Linked DNA regions of Mus musculus: region 2 is linked to region 1. A link is a contact called in public HiChIP or PLAC-seq data. All regions are on one chromosome and are shown on one strand. Each heading gives the region's core, a stretch centred on a gene start, on an enhancer-like site or on the middle of the called end of the contact. The rest is flanking DNA. Distances are from core to core; before and after follow the strand shown. Region 1 overlaps Arhgap31 (Rho GTPase activating protein 31). Region 2 has its middle 4.7 kb from the start of Igsf11.

Region 1 (3,363 bases), core at 562-3,061:
ATTCTCCAGGGACTTAGCTGTACATGGTTCTCAGTTCATCTATGGCCCTGCCCTCTACTGATGTCACCGTATGGTCCTCCTGCTCATTGTACCCTCTGGTTTCCTGGGCGGTACAGTTTCCTAATGGTTTCCAGATCCGTGGCTCCGTGGGCTCCGTGGGCTCCAGCCACGGCAGTAGTCTTTTCTAACATCGGGTGGGTTTGCCAATGGGGGATGGGGAGAATTCGGAGAATGCGACTTCATTCTGGTGAGTAGGCTAAGGCCATATGAAGAACCTCCAGGTAGCAGTTTGTCAGCTCCTCTGTGCTCCCACCCCCACCCCAGCATCTTTTCATTTCCTGCCTGATATTCCTGAGCCACAGGCAGCCATTGTTTCCAGAACAGCTTTGCTTGGAAGCCCTTGGTACTGAGGCCTCCCAGTGCTTCCTGTTGTTACAAGGCTTCTTTTTCCTGCTAAAAACAAGAGCACATCCTGCCGCATGTAACCCTTTTCAGGCGATTTATGTCTTGCACAAGCTTGTCTAGTGACTGAAAACACTGGCTGCTTTATACACTTATTTTATTTAATATTTTAAAAAAATTTATTCTTTGAGGATGGCCGGTTGGCTCAGTGGGTAAAGGCACCTGCTATCAACCCTGACGACCGAAGTTCCATCCTCGGGCCTGCAATGATTGAAGGCACAGAACCAACTACCACAAGGTGTCCTCTGACCTTCAAACCCTCCAAGCCTCAAGCAAATAAATAAAATGTAATTTAAAAATAAAAAATTGTCATTGTACAAGGATTGTAAGTAATTATTTAAAAATTAAAAATTGTCATTGTACAAGGATTGTAAGTAATTAGTAGACAAAACAACAACAACAACAACAACAAAAAACAAAAACAAAAAAACCCCAAAAAACCTACAGATGGATGTAAGAATAAGAGTCATCCAATCGCATCCTCTGTATTAGTTAGCAATGAAAGTGCTTCAGTGTCTGTGATGTAAGAGATGTGTCCACAGCCACACAGTTTACCACGGGACTTAGGTGGGGCTTGCGGCAGGAGCTATTCCCAACAGCTTATAAGAGGCAGGGAGTTCTGTCAAGAACCAGCGTCTTAGAAGAACAGCCTAGGGGAGGGTCTCCATATTAATGTACAAAAGGGTCTCCCGGGAGCTGACAGAAAACAAACTCAGAAAGAGTTCCCTGAAAGGTGTTAGGAACACTCTTGGAGAAAGATCAATAATGTGTGTGTGTGTGTATTAGTATGTATGTATGTATGTATGTATGTATGTATGTATGTGTGTATGTGTGTGTGTGTGTGTGTGTGTGTGTGTGTGTGTATGTATGTATGTATGTATGTATGTATGCATGTATGTATGCATGTTTGGCGTGAAAGGAGGAGTGGGTCAGTTGCTACACCAAGCTTTTGAAGACACAGATCTGCCCGTGCGTGAGATAGCAGAATCTCCATCCTTTCCTCGACATCACTCTCTCTACTTACATGTGGGACCCTGAAGACCTTGTCACCCCTTTCCCAGACTGGAAAACACCCCAGCAGATACTGAGACTATGGTCTTTAAAACCTATGCGAGAGACGCCAACCCTAAGACTAGTCCATCCACTTCAGAGAAAGTCGTTTTCAAAGCAACTCCAATCCCTGCACACCTCTGAAGAGTCAAGGCCTTCGCTTATGATGCGGATCATGAGAGCCTGAGTCATTTAAGTCTTGGCTTTGTGGCCCCCGGGGGAACGGAACTGAGCTCTAAGGGTGGACTCTGCAGCCGGTGCCCCTCCCCCTTTCCGTATCACAAACTGGTTCTCACACTGTGTTCCTGCAGAGGGGCCTCCCCTGCACCTCAGCAGACAGGGCTTTTATCTCTCATGGAAAGCCAGGCAAACACTCACAGCAATCTGTGGTTTGTTAAAACCACAAGGCACGGTGACATTCAGGCTTCTGTCCCGAAGATTAGCAGCTCAAACATCAGTCCCATCCTCTGAAGACCCAACCAGAGGCCCACACTGAGAGCCCCTGGTCTGCTCCCTCCTCCCACGTCAGTGCTATCTTCAGACATGATTTTTGCCAGATATGTCTGGGATTAAGGCTGAAAGCTTATGACTTGGAAGGGACTTGGTTAAACACGCCTGACTCGGTGCCAGGCAACCTGAGGCCCCAGGACGTTCAGGGCTCCATCCACGGCCACCCAGCTCAACAGCAGCGAAGCCCGGAGCTGGAGAGAGACTGAACCACGGCAAGAGTCGTGTGCCAAGTGCTTCAGATCTCCTTTCTCTCTAATTTTCAGAATTAAGGCTTAACTACCCAGTAGGCTTCTCTGTGACCAAGCTAACACACACTTTGATGGCAGATGTAATTCAGGGTGTTCAAACTTAAGACTCTCCCTTAGTGGTCAAGTCAAATTAATCATGTTTATCTGATCCCCCACAAGTAGAGCGATGGGCCAGACTCCTGTGTGACTCAAAGTTGTACCTTAGTACGCTGCACATGGCATCAGCTTGCAGGCAGGTTAGTTCAATTACATGGCAGCTAAATATCGGGTAGAGCAAAAATGTCAGGCAGAGCCCTTGTTCGTTCTGTAGCTGTGGGCCAGAGTCATTGGATTTAATGACATCTTTCTGCAGAGGAAAGGGAGCGGGCTGCCAGAGACTGCCTCCCCTCTGTAAATATGCAATCTTCTGATCCCATGCAAAGAGGAGAGGAGGTTCGTTTATTTTTGTAAGGATCTGGTGATTCCTGTTTGAAGAGGGTGTAGGCTTGCAAAGGATTGTCCAAGGCTTAAATTTCCTGCACAGAGATGGAAGTAGTAGGCTCTAAGGGTGTGGTCACAGCTGGGAGGGAGTGTCCTCAGGCTAGGTGCTGTGAAAGAATACTGAGGACTGCAGAGGAGATCTGAGAGACATTCTTGGCCATCAGCTCCAGGGAAGATGGGGCAGATTCTCAGGCCGAGGGCCCAATGGAAGATCAAGGGGATTGACTGGTCAGGAGCCAGGAGGTGTGACCCACTCTCTACCTACAAGAGCTGGCCTAGGGAGAGTAGGCAAAGGGCCTTTAAGTGACCACATATGAGAGATGGACAAGGCCTGATAGCTTTTATGATCTGACTCAAGATAAGAAGTCCCTGACGTTTGTCTTGTGATTTGCAACCGTGTGCTGATCCTACTTGGCGAACTTCAGTAATTGTCTCTAAGCATCTGAGAAGGAGACAGAGCAAGGGAAAAGAGGTCGCTGTTCGGGTCTCTGCATGAGACAAACCGAGGTCATAACCCACCCTCTTCTATAGCTCCCAGGTAGATTTACCCATCCAGACCTTCTTGGTGCCTATTCTGTGCATAGGGACTGAGTACCAGGTATCAAGGACATAG
Region 2 (3,066 bases), core at 393-2,892, 240 kb after region 1:
AGTTTGAAGCCCATCAGCTTGGAGAAAAGTGGTGGAGACTTTGCAGAATATTAATAAAAAGAATTTCTCGTAGCAGAGAGACTGTGGTAAATTTTATGTGACATGTAAGATGCTACTGAAGGTGTTTTTCTTGTTAAGTCCCCAAAAGTCACCGAGGCCATTTAAAAATTGCCATTGGGAAGAATTCAGAAGCATTCTGAGTTGAGTACAAAAAGTGACTTTATTTAAATACTAATGTGTTCATGATGGAAAGATTTTAAAGCAAATGGCTGGGGTTTTCCAATGGATACAGATGCTGTAGATATTTCTATTTTCAGCATCACAATGATGAGAGGGAGCAGACATTCAGAAGGAGATAGAGATTTCTACTCTGTTTTGTGTAAATCCTGTCAGTAAGAGTTGCAGGGTGTGTGTGTGTCTGTGTGTGTGTGTCTGCGTCTGTGTGTGTCTCTGTGTGTGTAGAAGCAGATGTAAGAGATTTAAGCTATTGGTATAGCTAGTATAGGTAGGTTACAAATACTCTCAATTCTGAGGACAACCTTGGAAATGCTAAATGCTCTAGGTCAGCATACAAGGGAGGGACACTTGTTGGCTTTCTTGCTGTTATGCTGGGATGGTTCCATCATTTTCTTTTCTATTATTAGAAATTTTATATTTTAGAAATTTTATTATTTAGAGATTTTAGAGATTTTTAGAGATTATTATTTTATTTTAGAGATTTTTCCTGACTTCATAAGGTGAGGAGGATTCCTCTTATTTTATCTTTAAAAGGATCAACCCTGACTGTAGACAACTAAGGCACTAAGCAGCTGGTCGAAATAATTACAGAATAAGTGGCCCAAACAGCTCCTTACTAGCCTTAAAATAACATAAGTACAGAACACTACACAAATACAAACCCTCCAAGTTTAAATGCAATTAATATTTAATGTATGCACATCAATGGATCTGTGATGTTGATACTTTAAAATATCTAATTCAAAATAGTTTATATATAGCTTTAGAAAGCTTTATAATTCTATCTTTTTTTCATTCTTAATTATATTTCTCCTATGCCAATAAATAAAATTAATTTCCTATTCTTGAATACGAATGAACTGATCCTGGAAAGAGATGGCCCTGCATTTTGATGTATTGAAAAGTTTGTCTAGTGTTAAATTTAAACTTGGATAAGTAGAGATTGAATCCATTTTCATGCCATCTATGTTTTGAGTCATAAAGGCTGATATAACCACAGTAGAGTCTTTGGTTGGGGTGCCTTTCCTCAGCCTATCTCACCTCCATCTCTTTCTTAGGCAGGCTACAATTGCCTTAGCACAGACCCATCCAGTTGGTACTGCTTGCTACTGAAGTGTGGGTGTTCTGTAACAGTCTCCTCCAGGATCAAATCATTCTCTCAGGCAGGGGAACTCCCTAAGTAGGGAGTAAACAACCAGAGGGGGTTGGGGGAAACAGCCTCAAGAACTCTGTGAAACTGACCAGATGCACTCCGCCCCTCACTCCAGAGTAAACAGAGCCCAGCTGCCAAGAGCTGCCTGGAAGAGAGGTAGGCAAACTGAGGCATGTGGAAAGGACACTCCCAGCCTGTTGAGCTGAGCAGTGTGCCCCAAGGTTCCCAGCTTTGTGAATTGTAGTCACCGTCGATGGGGTGGAGTTTGGTGATAGAGCTGTCACTGAGTCATTTCTGTACACAACCCCTCAGCTATATTCCTGTAAGTAACCCAGTAAAACTCATTAGTTCACAAAATTGGACTTTGGTGGTATCCGTACTTTGCTCTGTTGTGTGCTCCCTATCTGCAGTGAATAGAAGAAGAATGTGTTCTATCTCCTCAAGAAAAGTTTTGTCAGACAACAGGAGGTGGGTGGGAGTGGGGATTGTGGTATTGTGGAGAGGGATTAAATACTGGGGAGATAACTTCTTCAGACTAGCGTTAAGATGTCATGATGTCTTTAAATGACTTCCTAATGTAGTTGGGAAAGCTATAGGGAACATGTTAGAAGTCTTGGTTCTCGTTCTACCTGGTGTACTGGCTGGTTTTGTGTGTCAGCTTGACACAGGCTGGAGTTATCACAGAGAAAGGAGCTTCAGTTGGGGAAGTGCTTCCATGACAGCCAGCTGTGGGGCATTTTCTCTGTTGGTGATCAAGCGGGCCCATGGTAGGTGGTGCAAACCCTGGGCTGGCAGTCTTGGGTTCCATAAGAGAGCAAGCTGAGCAAACCAGGGGAAGCAAGCCAGTAAGAAACATGGCCTCTGCATCAGCTCCTGCTTCCTGACCTGCTTGAGTTCCAGTCCTGACTCCCTTTAGTGATGAACAGCAATGTGGAAGTGTACGCCGAATAAACCCTTTCCTCCCCAACTTGCTTCTTGGTCATGATGTTTGTGTAGGAATAGAAACTCTGACTAAGACACCTGGTATTTGCAGTCCCCGAAGCATCTTTGATTCCCTTGAGACCCGGTATCGTCCTGTATGAACGAGGGGTTGTAGTAAGCACCTTCCCTACCCCCTGGCGTTGCTGTGATGATCACACCAGATAGCATATGCAGAATCACTTTGAAACATAAAGCACTGTACAAATGTCTGATGTGTCTGTTGCTTTCTCGCTAGGAATACTTAAGGGATTTAAAGAAATCCTACCGTGGTTATAGGCAGATTAGGATAAAAGAGCATGGTGAGATTTATCCTCAGTAAAAATGTAGCCCACGACGACGGTGCTGGTGTTTCTGTGAATTAAAGATCACACCTTGCCTGTTCCTGGAGGAGTGAATAGCTGAGAGCCTTTGAGTCCAGCTTGTGACCTCCTAGTTCTCCTGCCTGTTCCTTGAGTCCACTATCCCCAGCTGACCTCTGTGCTTCTGTGTCTCCCAGACACTCGACTGTCCCTCCTTCTAGCCTTTTCTTTTACAAAGGCTCCTCCACCAAACGGCTAGCATTGTGTCCTAGTGACTCACTGGCTCCTGTCTGGGGGACAGTAACTTGCTGTGGTGACAAAGAGGCTATTCATTGATGAGTCGTGATAGCACAGATATAGTCCAGGTACAAGTGGCATTTGTCTGGGGTCAGGAAT

What was found. HiChIP or PLAC-seq counts read pairs in DNA pulled down with a chosen protein or histone mark.
Region 2: an H3K27ac HiChIP or PLAC-seq map of extraembryonic endoderm stem cells shows a contact between it and region 1. The contact joins two enhancer-like sites. A contact is called at or near these places in 6 of 484 Hi-C or Micro-C datasets (epidermal suprabasal cells, extraembryonic endoderm stem cells, gonadal supporting cells and 3 more), 1 of 115 datasets of contacts at active chromatin or transcription factors (extraembryonic endoderm stem cells) and 1 of 9 other capture datasets (adipose tissue).

The regions. Positions count from the first base shown.
Region 1 is chr16:38,651,745-38,655,107 of GRCm38.p6, forward strand. All of the region lies in intron 1 of Arhgap31 (Rho GTPase activating protein 31), which reads right to left. It overlaps Gm36482 (a long non-coding RNA gene), which reads left to right. Exons shown (of 6, transcript XR_003951954.1): 5 at 1-247; 6 at 594-749. Among named protein-coding and RNA genes, the nearest start is that of Gm36482, 38 kb to the left of the region's middle. Within about 2 kb of position 1,812, at least 100 of the 459 cell types and tissues checked have an H3K27ac peak or open chromatin away from gene starts, as enhancers often do. A contact at or near this core is called in extraembryonic endoderm stem cells, where this site is marked.
Region 2 is chr16:38,896,134-38,899,199 of GRCm38.p6, forward strand. It overlaps a transcript of Igsf11 not described here. Among named protein-coding and RNA genes, the nearest start is that of Igsf11, 4.7 kb to the right of the region's middle. Within about 2 kb of position 1,643, at least 18 of the 459 cell types and tissues checked have an H3K27ac peak or open chromatin away from gene starts, as enhancers often do. A contact at or near this core is called in extraembryonic endoderm stem cells, where this site is marked.